Linked DNA regions of Mus musculus: region 1 is linked to region 2. Evidence: chromatin contacts called from public HiChIP or PLAC-seq data. All regions are on one chromosome and are shown on one strand. The core of a region is the stretch at or near the end of the contact, and the rest is flanking DNA. Distances in the headings are between cores, read along the strand shown. Region 1 overlaps Krt13 (keratin 13). Region 2 has its middle 28 kb from the start of Ccr7.

Region 1 (6,640 bases), core at 3,815-6,314, 990 kb before region 2:
GATGGCAGGGAAACTGAGTGAACCAGACTCCCCCAAATCTTGGGACCCATAGTATCTCCTTTTAAGGGTTTTCAGATAAATTGGCAAGACAGGTTGACAGGTAGGCAAGCCTGGTAGATACCTCAGAGGAAAAGAAGGTCCTGGGCTGGAGACAATGTTGAGAAAGATTCTACGTCAAGGCTCTGGAAGGTGGCAGGGTCACTCCATCAGAGGGCCAGGAAACGCCTGTCCTCTGTTGAGCTCTGCTCATGGCTGCTTCTCTCCTCTCTTCCAGGATGACCGGCTTCAACTCCGGAGGTAAGGAGGCAGCTCAATTTGAGCTGCTGCTGAGCTTGGGTGGAGGTGGGCTGAGAGGAAGGTAGTCCTGGTTCCTAAGTACAAGGATAGAGGAAGTTGGGTGAAAACAGTTCCTCGATTTTGCTTTCAAAATAGGTGTCTCTGCCCCACAGAGCCATGGGGTTGTCAGGGAGAAAGCCACTGTTGGGAACAATGATAGCATCCCCACCCACATACCTCTTGACTACCCAGGAGCGTGTGAGCCTTCCAGGGGTCTTGGCTCAGCCTGAGATGGAGGTTTCTCCAGCCTAAGCACCTTGTTTTCTCTCTGTCTCAGGAAATAACACTACTACCTCCAACGGGTCCCCCTCCTCCAATTCCGGTCGCCCAGATTTCCGAAAGTATTAACTCAGCCTGGCGTCCCTTCCCTGGCCTTCAGCAGCCACAGGAGGAGAGCTGATGTCGCCTGTAGGATGAGAGGACTGCAGGATGTGATGCCCAGTCCCATTGTCCCCCCCAGGACCCATGGCTCTGACAAGCCCTGAGGGTGGGCCCTTCCCCATCTCTTCTGATTGGAATCTTTCTTCTCCCTACCCCATTCTCTCTATTCTTTGGCTTCTCAGTGTCTCTACAACAAAGAATAGATGATTCAATAAAGTTTCTTGATTTTCTGCAAATGTTTTTGTTTCTGGCCTGGTTTCTGAGGGTGGCCTCTGCTGAGGCCTGATTTGGGTTACGGGCGAGGTTGGCATAGTTGTGCTGAGCTGAACTCAGACACTGATGGGACCAGGGGCTTCTCATGTGAGAAGGATATGAGGCACATCGGCCACTGAGTACACTGGCACAATGATGGCAGACAGGGAAACCCACATTGGTACCCATGTGTTCATATGCATCAGATATGGGCAAATGGGACTCACCAGATAGAAAGCAGGGGCCAGTGAGTTAGTTCAGTATCCCTCCCTGTAGGATGGCCAGAAGTGGAGGCTGGGGTCATCTGTAGACATAGGGTGGGGAAATATGGAGGGCGGGTGTAGAGCAGGCTTCCTGGGCCATTCAAAAGGGGGAGGGATCTTGGGGAAATAGTGGCCAGAACAGGTATCCCTGCCCCAACCTGCTGCCTTCCAGGCTGATGACTCCGTTTTGGCCTGAGATAGCCTTCCTTTCTGTTTTCCTTGGCACATCCCAAGGTCTGACAACTCTAAACTTCCCAGTGGACCAACCCATAATTCACTCAGCACCTCAGCCTGTGCTGGCCTCTGGCTGCCCTGTCTCTCTCTGATGCCCTAGCTCTCTTCTGCCTCTCTGGAGCTCTGGCCCAGAGACACAGCCTCCTCTGGCTGTGCTCATCCTGCACAAGGTGACTGCACAAATGGTTTCTTTCTGCTGTTTACTCGTGGATGCTCTTGGACCATCCTGGACATGTGTGTGAGCTCAAATTCCTCACCTCTCCATCTGCCTCCCCAGCTTCAGATTCACCTTCCCCACTGTGCATAGGACACCCCTTTCTAAACTAAAGATCTACAGGGGCCACCCTCTCAGATTGCTTCTTCCTTTTCCTACTCTCAGGGACCCGGAGAGCCAAGGTAGCTCTGACTCTGATTATGTTTATCTCTGTCTCTGTCTATACTTATCCCTGTCTATCTTTGTCTCTTTTTATCTGTCTTTGTCTCTCTTTATCTCTGTCTGTCTTTATATCTCTCTGTCTCTGTTTCTCTCTCGATCTCTCTTTCTATTCTCCTCTTCCATAAGTCCTTTCATGGACTGCGTTTTTAGCTCCAATGTCTTCCCTGATTCTAACTCTCATGACATGCTATTATAACAGCGTCACTGGTTGCTCTGCCTCCAGTTTGACCTTGCCCCTCACTCAAGCTGGAGTATGGCCACCAAAGAAAGGCAGGATTTTTTGTAGACCCACAGGTCAGATGTTCTGACCTCTTCCTTGCTCCTTCCAGTCCTAGCTCCTATAAGAGCCTCTCCAGTGAAGCCCAAGGTCTTTCTATTTCAAAATGCTCTTGTGAAGCAGGCGTGTGTTTGGACAGCTGCAGAGCCGTATTCTACAGGAGAACTCAGTCAGACCCCCTCCTCGTTCTCTCCAGAGCAGGGCTCTGTTCTTTTTTTTTTTTTTTTTAATTTATTTTTCACATCTCTGTTCTATAGGCTCTCCTTAAAATGCAGATTGAAATGGTAACCCTTCTCCATGACACATGGCTGGTGTGGCATGTTCCTGGGTGTTCCCAAGAATGTACTCCTCTACATTCATGTTGACAGCATGGTCCTACGCATAGTGAGTTGGCCAGATGCTGCTTGTATTCTAATGCTAATAGCATTTCCTCCAGACCTGATTGTCCCAGAGATGAGAGAGTCCTGCACATCGACACTATGTGAAGATGCCCCCAAGTTATTTCTGATAGATAAAGAAAGGCCAATAGCTGGGCAAAGAGACATTGGTAGGATTTAGGGTTCCAGAATTTGGGGGTTGAAGGAAAACCACAAGAGAGTGAGAATAGAGGAGGAAAAAGAAGCAGCCATGGGTTAGGTGAGTCATGAAAACAAGGTCCTGAGGGCTGGCCAATTGGAGTTTAGAGCAGCCTAGATAAAACATAATAAGTGATAACTTGGACCTACCTATAGGAAAGTAGAGTCTAATAACTTAGAGGGTGGGTATCTGCCCAACTCTTGCACTGTTTAAGGCTTGTTATAAATAAAAAGGTTGTGTGGGTCTTTATATATGTCAAAGGCAGGGTGGAAACCCTGGGTTGGGATTAAATATTACTACATCAGGGCTGTGTCTTTTCATCTCGGGGAGGGTTTAGCTAAATGCTTGTTGAAGGAAGAGAGGAATGAATGAACTGGGGACCTGCCTCTGAGATAACATTTGGATTTGGTCACAGAATTTTTGGCCAGAGGGCCAGAGGGCCAGAGGGCCAGAGGGCCAGAGGGCCAGAGGGTCAGAGGGTCTCTGACACCCTTGACACCTGTCCCCTTTCTCTGGTCTTCCCCTCTCCTTCTTGACTCTCCTCTGAGTTCCCCACCTCACCCTGGTATAACTTATACTCTTCTCACTTGCAGGCCACACGCACCTGGCTTAGGCACACAGGACTCACTTGGGCATGCCTGAGCTAGCTGAAGCAGAGACAGCATCTAGTCTCTATTTATTCCAGAGCCCTTTCTGTTCTCCACTGTAGAAGGAGGTAGGGGCTCAGGTCAAGTTCCCCGTCTGGAACTCTGCCAGGAGCTAAAAGCATTACAGAAAACCAGGCCATGCCCTTTGCTCCCAAGCGTTTTTGGTTTTGGGTTGAGGCTGTAGCTTCCTGTGGAGTGTGACTGCATTCTGACACTGGATTGATTCTGGAGAAAGAACCTCCATCTTTAAAAGCATTCTCAGACAGACAGGAACTAGGTAAGAGCACTTCCTCTCCTGCTAATGGCTACCTCCCCCGTAGGTTATTAAAGCTGAGGACTCAGAACAATCTGACACGCGGTTACTAAGAGCTCACCAAGTAATGCTTCTGGTCATGGCCTTTCTGGTTCTGTGACTTTCTTTGAGGTAGAAACAGTTTTGGGGTCACCCACATCCTCATACCTACTGTATATACAGGACCTGAAAGATGAATTAGATGGAGAGTGGAGGGACAATGGAAGATGGAAACTGTAGCAAACATACAATACCAAGGGCAGGAAAGAATGGGGCCCTTACCCCAGTCAAGGATAGGAGTTTTCAAAGCTGAGCACCCCGGCTTGTTTTGATCCCCAAGACCAAAACTTCCTTCCAGTCTTGGTATTGACATGCTCAGTAGAATATGAGGGAGACTCATTTATGTGGATCAATGACAGAAGCTGGACCCCTAAGTCTGGAGGGGACTCTCTATGGCCTGGGAGCTTTTCACCTAGATCCCAGGAAGAACTGTGAGAAGCCCTAACTCTGTGGCCCCGTCAGGTATTTCAGGGAAGTTGGGAGGGACAAGTCAGGGGCAGTGTTTCTGTCAGGCCAGCCAACAGCCTTTCTGAGCTGGGAAGAAGGCTGACCCAGGCCTCTAGTCTAGGAAGTAGAAGGGGTGGGGTGGAGATCCTGTCTTTCTGCCTTGGACTCCATCTGTCAGTTTAGTCACCTGGTGGGGTGACACTTGAGGGAGGAAAGAACTGCTGGGTCAACACTGCCCCTCCCTAGGGGGTTGTCCTAGGCGCTCAGGTCACCGCAGGCTCAGTGGCTGTTTCCCAGAGCTGCAATAGTGAGCAAACAACCATGACCCAGTGGTGCCTGACTCACATCTGTGTCAGACCGTGAATGAGTGTGCGTCAGGCAGGAGACCCTAAGATAAAGGGTTACAACCAGACCGAAAAGGCCAGCACACTGCACAGTGTGTGCTCTCCCCAGCCCTCAGCTTTATGTTACTTCATCCCAAGAGAGGTCACCGTCATGTGCGCTTTATACACGGGAAAATCAAGTTAGATCCTCCAAAGGGAGCAGACTAGTTCACAGGGTGGGAGCCACTGTTCCAAAATACTTCCTGAGGAGCTGGTTGGTACTTTGTCAGGGGTCACGTGTTCACCTCCAGGAATGTGGAGAGGAACAAGACTCCCAGATCTCAGTGCTCATGGGACAAAAGAGCCAACCAGGGTACATTCCTGGGATGTCCAGGAGCCACTAGGTCAGTTTCCCAGGTGGGCACGGGTGGGTTGGCAGGAAAGCCTGACACATGGCAGGTGAGCTACCATGGTGATTCAATGCTGCGATTCTCAAGAAGCGTCTGGCTTCTCACCTTGAGCAAAAGGTACCTCCCTATCCCCAAGGCTCCACCCTTCCTTAATGGACCAGTACATGTCTGCCCATCCTGTGGGGCTGTCTGTCCTGCCTTGGCCCTGCAGAGGGCAGACTCATGTCAGAAAGCAGACCAGGGTCCCTGGCCACCAGTTGGGATCCAAGGTAGTAGAGGGACAGGACCTTAGATTTAGTCCTAACAGGAGGTTCTGTCTGTCTGTCCCCAGCACTGGGTGTGACAGCAAGGCATTTGAGAAGCAAGGTGAGGCTGAGGGCGGAGTTCCATGACAAGACTTCTCTGGTACTTAGCTCATCTATTTCGGGTGGCAGCTTTGACCACCCATTGGGGGTATGAGACTTCCCTAACCTTCCTGGAAGGGGAATCCAACTGTTCCTCGCTAGGGAAGCCTGCAGCAAGGCTCAGGAGAGATGGCATTGCAAGGTTGTAATCAATAGGGCCTGATGATGTATTGTCCCAGAATCCCCCATGCCCCTATTGCAACCCATTTCCTCTTCCCATTTTTGGGTTCTTGTATCTCAGGGAACCTATGTGCTTTTGGAAGGTACCCTCCGGGCTGTTGGTGTTTTGGGTAGAGCAGGGTACACGAGCTATGTTCCTTTGAGCAGCTCTTTGGGGACTCTGGGAGAGCTGGGTGCACTGTGTCCCTACATGGAGTTTGGGAGGGTGATACAGGTGGCTGGTTGGCTGCTGAGACTCTTTCAGGCACCTGTTGGGGATGGGCTTTTGGGAAAGCTGGCGGGTGTCTGGCACACATTCTCTGGCCAACTTTCACGATCGCTCGTAACAGCCCTGTGGCTGCTTTCATCTGAGCATCTCAGAGAAGCTTGAAAGTCAAATCTGCAGAATGCAGGATAGTTAATGACAGCCTGGAGTCCCGGGCCTGGCCACAGACTGGCTGTTGTTACCAGGAGGGGTGTTGTTATGTGGACTGCACAGCATCTGTAAATGCTGACCGCTGAGCCAATCAAATGGGGTGTTTTTTGGGGGGGGGATTTGCTTTGTGGTTCAATGAAGTGATACTTGAAAGGAGTGGACTCGGACACTGAAGTCCCTGTCCCAGTATGCCTGACAGGGCATCTCCCATAAACCACAGGTTCTCAAACACGCTGGGGAGAAAAAGCAATGCTGTGGAATTCTTAGACCATAAAAGCCGAGTGAGAGGGGGTAAGGACTCGGTACCTCTGAGCAGAGGCTCATGTTCTCCAGATGGGAGCTGCTGGCAAGCATGGTTGTGCAGGAAGAGCTGGCCCTTGGGCCCTGAAATATGGAGGCAGAGCATGGCCACAAGAGGACTGGAGAGGTATGGCTTTCCCCTGGGCCCAGTGGCTCCCTGGACACTCACTATGGCAAGACACATGGCTCATTCTGAGCAGACTTCCAAAGCCTGGGGCAATAACCAAAATCTCTCTCAGGGGAGAGGACTTTTATTTTGTTTTTGTATTTTGAGAGAGATGATATTCTAGAGCATTTTGGGCTTAGTAAGGAGGGGATTTCAAGACCTAGGCAGGGTAAGGTAGATCCAATGGGAATTAAAAAACCCTATCAGGGTCCTGGAGAGTGGAACCCCTAGAGTTTTGAAA
Region 2 (6,239 bases), core at 1,388-3,887:
GTAAGTTTTCAGTGATTGGTGATTGATTTCGTTATTGACCCCCCTCCCCACCCCACCTCACCCCCGTTAAAGATTAGCTGTCTTCCTCTACTGGCCTGCATGTGGTGGGGCAGCACTGGATAAACTCATCCCTGACTTACTATGTGCTGAGAGATGCGGTGTCAGAGTCAGAGGGGACTTCTGAGATCACAGTGAGGAAAGTGTCCTGCCCATGGTCCTTTGCACACGCGTGCGTGCTTGCGCACGCACACGCACACACACACACACACACACACACACACTCACTCACGCATGCACTCAAACAGCAGCAAACCCCATCATCTGGGAACTTAAACTCAATGCAAACCCCAGGTTCTGCACACATAGGATCAGAATTTGCATTTTTTTAAAATTTTATCTTGATTTTATTTTTTTAATGTGCGTGCACACTTGTATAGATGTGCACCACTTGCATGCCTGGTATATATAATGCCAAGAAAGGGTGTCGGGTCCCCTGGAACTGGCATCACAGAAGGTTGTGAGCCTCCATGTGGTTGCTGGGAATCAAACTCAGGTCCTCTGGAAAAGTATCCAGCGCTCTTCACTACTGAGCCATCTCACCAGCCCCCAGAATTTGCATCTTAACATGACCCTTAGATCTTTCCCACCCCAATAAGATTGAAATATAGTACTGGGCTCAACTCAGGACTGAGTTCTTAAGAGCTATGTCCTGCCCGGCGAGCTTCCAGCTATGCCCCAAGGAGGCTGTAACCTACTGGATACAGCCACCAGCCAAAAGCATCTGAAGTGTCCAGAGGGTCTGATAAGGCAGACAGACACACAGACATCACCCGTGTTGGAGAGCAACATGCAACAGCTCATCACACAGTCAGAGTGACTCCGCGCTGTACCCTCTCTTCCACCACTACTTCCATGGTGCGACCTCCATGATACCAGTGTTGCCAGCTCCTGTCCCAGCCCTGGCCCTTGGCTCGTGTCCTCTGGTTATCAGAGTTTTAGACCCCCTCTTTGGACCCCATACTCTTCCAGAGCCAGCCTCCCTGAGCTCCCAGCCTTTGAAGCTGAGGGCTGAGAGTGCTAAATGACTAAGCCCAAGACAGATGTAGCTCAGGGGAATTGAGCTGTTCTGAAAGCAGCCAGCAGAACCTGAAAGTCATTAACAGCCATCAACACCCCTGGGGGTGACTATCATTGATTCATTTATTGCTATTAACATTTGAGTGTGAATTAGCTTCTGGCTCTTCCTGAATTGGCTGGCAGAGTGAGCCGGGCCATCCACACTGTTGAGTTTTGATAGAAGACACTAGTCCCAGGAAAGGGAAAAGGCCCAGGCCAGCTAGTTTCCAACCTCCTCCTCTTCCAGCTGGCCAACCTGTTTGTCTTAGCCTCAGTGAAGCTCAAGGACAAGTGTTACAGAAGAGCCTGTGCCCAGAAGTGGTCGTGCTACAATGAACATCATCCCTAGATTAAAAGTCTGCACCCAGGAGTCAGGTCGCCAACTCCATACTCGGTCTCCTGGCCTGGAGGTCCAGAGGGGTTCTATGAAGAGAGGGGCTTCCTGTACCTGCCAACAGGTCTCCCATCTCAGAGTTGCGACTGGAAAGAAAGAGAGAAGGGAGGGAGGGAGGGAGGGAGGGAGGGAGGGAGGGAGGGAGGGAGGGAGGGAGGGAGGGAGGGAGGGAGGGAGGGAGGGATAAGAAGGGATCTGGGAACAAGGGAGGGAGGAAGACCGATGCTTCCAAGGCTCCTGATTTGTGTTGGCCACTATGTTAACTCTGCAACTATTAGCAATTTAATTCTCCCAATACTGATGACATTATTCCTATTTTACAGCCAAGGAACCTGTAAGCTGGAAGAAACTGAGGCTGGAAGAAATTAATACCACACACAATATCACCCAGCTCATGAGATGCAGGGCCAGATTTAGGACCAAGACGGGTCTGGTACCACTGCCACCTGCCAAGTCTGGAGACAGGAGGCCAAGAGTCTGCTCAGCCTCCTTCCAAGAACAGCAGAGGAGCCAGAGGGGCACCCCCGACACCCGCTTCTCACATACTTTGGCAAGTGAGTTTTGTCCTACAAGCTCTTGTTGACTCTAGTACCAGGAAAGCCAGCGAAAGAAAGGGAGATAGCAAATTAGCCAGGGAGCACCTGCTGGTGGCCTGGATGTCTGCCCTAGTGCTGGGCCAGCCTGGGCTTGAGGCCCTCCCTCCAACCTCCCTTGCTACCCTGTGCCAAGTCCAACTCTCCTAGGGACCCACAGCCTCTAGAGCCAGATAACCCCTGCCAGGTCGGTTGGGTGGCACTTGCTGTTCAAACAGGAAGAATGGCACAGACACTGGGGCCTTAAGTGGCCCTCTTGATATCAAAGGAGCAGGAAGGGACAGGGAGGCCCGAGAAGGAACATCACTCCGCCCAGACAGTACAGGGCCAAGTCTGAAGGATCCAAGTCGCCTCCCTAACACTGTCCCCAGCTGAGCTATCTGCAGCACGGATCACTGACCCACCCTCATTCCCCACCCATGCCAGTCCCAATTTGAGGGAAACTAATATTTATTAAACACGACTGTGAGTAGACCAAAGCAGTGACCTCATTTTACCACAGACAACGCTGTCGGCCATGTCACACGCTGAGGAAACCAAGGGCCAGAGGTGCTTACTCATACGCCCAGGTCCCAGCCCGAGAAGTGGGCCGAGCCCCAGCCTCCCTGGTTCTCTTTCCATGCTAGCCTGATGCTTCCCACGACCACAGGCCTTTTGGGTGAACCTGAACTGATTCTTGAGAGCAGAGTGGCACCTTCCTGTCCCCAAGTCTTCTGGCCTTTCGATGTGGTCTGTGCAATTGCAAGGCAGCCCCTAGATCAACTTCTGGAAATGCCCTAAAGTCTGAAGGATCCCATGTCAGGACAGAGGCAGCTGGGAGACGTGTTCTAAATACAGAGGAGTTTCTGGTACAGCTTCACCCCTAACCAGAAGCCTTAAGAAGCTAGAGGGTCTGCTCAGTGAAGTTCAAGGCTCTTATCCTAACTTTCCTTCATTGGACCCCACTACGTCCCAGGGTCCCCTTGACTTCCTACCTAGCAGCTAAAACCTGCACCAATTCATGTTCCCCTAAGAAGCCCTGGGTCTCCCCTACTTTCCAATTCCTTCTCCCGATTTCTTCTTACCACCCCAGCCAGTAGAAACCGATGTCACGGGGCCATTACAAATGTCACCTCCTCCAAGGTCAGTTTTCCTTCCTTACAGGCACAGCCTCATTGATGGCACTTCATAACCTGTGCAGGGCTCTTTCCTCTCTTCCCGATCCCTGTGCCCCCAGCTTGTTCTTAAGCCCAGGCTTTGCCCTCTGCAGGTGGCTTTTGCACCCAGGGGGCTGGGGTAGCTGAAAGACAGGGCTCTGGCTTCCCTGGGGTTCAGCATGTTCCTGAGGATTTTGCCCCTCTCCAAGGCTGGTTAGAGATGCCAGCTCTGTCACCAGGAATCGTGAAAAATCTGGGAACAGTAAGCAAAGCCAAGGAATGTCCCACCCACAGGCCTCCAGAGCCACTTCCTTCCTGGAAGGAGAACAAAGCCGAGAAAGGGGAGATAAGACTTCTCCCTGCATGCAGGGCTGTAGGGAGCTGGGCCCCAAGCAGGCGAACCCTATGGTAAAGGGCTGCTAGATGAAGGCCTAGGGAACCCAGGAGTGAACAGCAGGTCTGGTCAAGGCCCCATCCTGTCCCTTCTCCTTCCCCTCTGCTTGCCTCTCCCACCCCCTCAACCCCCATTTCTCAGTCTCCATCTTCACAGCTTCCTCCCCCATTTCTTGTTTCTTACTCCCATAAGCACCCACTCTCCTGGACCTCACTGCCTGGAGAGCAGGCATGACTCCCGATTTCCATGCCCTTATCTCAACATTCCAGGCCTTCCTGGTGGGCCCCCAACTCACCTCTCCACCCCTTTCCACCACAGACTCTCCAGGCCTGTACTTTCCTGCCTCCTGGCTGGTCATGGGAGTCCTGTGACTCCCGGTGACCTGTGTCCTCCCTGCTGGCTGCTGGCTCACCCTGGGGAAGTCCTGACTCAGATGAGCCCCCTGCCCAACTCCTATACTCCACCCTGAGCAACACTGCCTGATCACCAAACAGAAAAAATCTCCCCCATCCCTATTTTAGAACTAACCCCTCTCACACACACACACTTAGAAACTGTGACACACTTGTCTCCTGAAGACTCCTTCCCTTCACTGTGTCTAGGCCTGACACCAGAAATGGAGTAGCCAGCCAGGGACCGTATCTCCCAAGAGGCCACAGCATTTAGATGGAACCACATGGTTGGTTCTCACCCCTGGGATGTGAGCAGAGGTGTCCCTTCTGAGACAATGCTGGCATGCCTTCATTCCCTCTTCCCCCTCTGTCCACCAAACAGAGGTGGCAGACTGTCAGCAGGCCTCTGAGCAGCTCCACTGACTACCCTGGTATGTCCTGGTATAGGACAAGGAGCACTCTATTGTCTCCAAGCAATTAGCTATTCTTGGCCTGTTTGTTAGACCAGTTAGCCTATCCAGACCAATACAAATGGCAGGGCTACCAACTTTGGAAGTGCCTCCTGATGCTAGGATCTCTCTCTCTCTCTCTCTCTCTCTCTCTCTCTCTCTCTGTGTGTGTGTGTGTGTGTGTGTGTGTGTGTGTGTGTGTGTGTGAGCACGTGCATGCGTGCCTGCCTGCTTGCCTGCCTGTCTGTATCTGTGTGCATGTGTACTTGGGTATACCTACATGGCTACATATATGTGTGCATGTATGTAAGGCCAGAGGCTAACCTCTCAACCACTCCCCACCTTAGTTTCTGAGTCTCTCCCTGAACTGAACCAATTGGCTGGGGCAGCAAGCCCCCAAGAGCCTCCTTTCTACCTCCCCAGAGCTGAGGTTCCAGGGGCACAGCTTTTTCATGTGGGTTCTGATGCTTGTGTGCCCTGCAGATAAACGCTTCACACTTCCTATGTCAGGCCATCCTCATAGTATCTCCACAGGGGCCTGAGGTCACAAGTTCAAGTCCAGGCTGCAAGAGTGAATTCAAGGCCAGCCTGGGAAACAGCAAAATCCTATTCCAAAATCTGAAAGAGACAGACAGACAGACAGACAGACAGACAGACAGACACTGTCCATGCTCAGTGTTAGCCTTTTCAACCATACTGGGGGAAAAAAAAGAAGTTAGGTTTTTGACTGAAGTCACTCAGTAAACTATATATTCTGATTATAATCAAATGTAGAGTCACCTACAGGCTTTTGGCATATTATCTGACATCTTCCTCCAGACTAATGTCAACAGAAAGGACAACTCAATGTTCTGGTCACACCTTCACCTCTACGGTACAAGTGTCTGAACCACATTAAACAGCTTCATTGTCATTGCCTTTCCGTCTCTTTTCTCTGAGAGCTTCCTGGGTCCTCTTCAGGGCAGAAGGCTCTTCTTATATGCCCAGCGGGGTCACCTACAGAGGTCCAGATGAGTGTGCATTTTGCTGAACTAGAATTGCGATTTCACAAGCTCGGTGGTATCCTCACAGGGACCCTCAAATGGCCAAATGTAAAAGGAACTGGGTCCATGAGACGCTCACCAAAGTTCAGCTCCCGCCGCCCCACCCCCCACCCGCTTGGCCATGTCACTTCTGGGCAGCTGGAGATTCCCAGCAAGGCAGGGGTGGGAGCAGAGAAACATTCACCCGTGGCCAGTGTGAGGATGCCAGTGTTTTCCTGCTCAAACCACGCAATCTGGTTCTCATTTCTTCAGGGAAGCGGGTGGAGCGTGACTGAAGGGTGGAAGAAAAAGAATTCCTCAGGCAGAGTGAATAAAGATCAGAAAACATCAAAGTCGATAGAATATGTGGGGTATCGTGGCCAAAGCCCCTGGTGTAAGCCAGAAGAAACTCAGAAACAGCCTTGCTTTCTTCTAAAACCTCATGCATGTCCTTCATACAAACCCCACAGATGAAGGGGAGCCAGGGATCAGCTGCAGTCGGCTCTGCCAGGCGGCTTCCCTGCAGTTTAGGAGGCTCTGAGATGTAGTGATGTACTTGGCTGTCTATCTGATCTAAGAGTGAAGGGGGTACAGATAATTCTGTCTTGATTTCTGGTGCTTCTTCAGAAAGTACCTGATGACTGTCCATCTGAACGAGCAGAAGTGATCAGAGTGTATCACAACAGCCGGGTCCAAACGATCACATGGGAAGAAGGGCACACACATGAGATCACACCCACAGC

The links. HiChIP or PLAC-seq counts read pairs in DNA pulled down with a chosen protein or histone mark.
Region 1: a FOXA1 HiChIP or PLAC-seq map of pancreatic cancer cells shows a contact between it and region 2. The contact joins two enhancer-like sites. A contact is called at or near these places in 2 of 39 promoter capture datasets (embryonic stem cells and erythroid cells) and 1 of 115 datasets of contacts at active chromatin or transcription factors (pancreatic cancer cells).

Annotation. Positions count from the first base shown.
Region 1 is chr11:100,111,640-100,118,279 of GRCm38.p6, reverse strand. It overlaps Krt13 (keratin 13), which reads left to right. Exons shown (of 8, transcript NM_010662.2): 7 at 275-297; 8 at 614-953. The coding sequence ends at 684. Among named protein-coding and RNA genes, the nearest start is that of Krt13, 6.6 kb to the left of the region's middle. Within about 2 kb of position 5,064, at least 44 of the 459 cell types and tissues checked have an H3K27ac peak or open chromatin away from gene starts, as enhancers often do. A contact at or near this core is called in pancreatic cancer cells, where this site is marked.
Region 2 is chr11:99,124,374-99,130,612 of GRCm38.p6, reverse strand. No RefSeq gene overlaps it. Among named protein-coding and RNA genes, the nearest start is that of Ccr7, 28 kb to the left of the region's middle. Within about 2 kb of position 2,637, at least 81 of the 459 cell types and tissues checked have an H3K27ac peak or open chromatin away from gene starts, as enhancers often do. A contact at or near this core is called in pancreatic cancer cells, where this site is marked.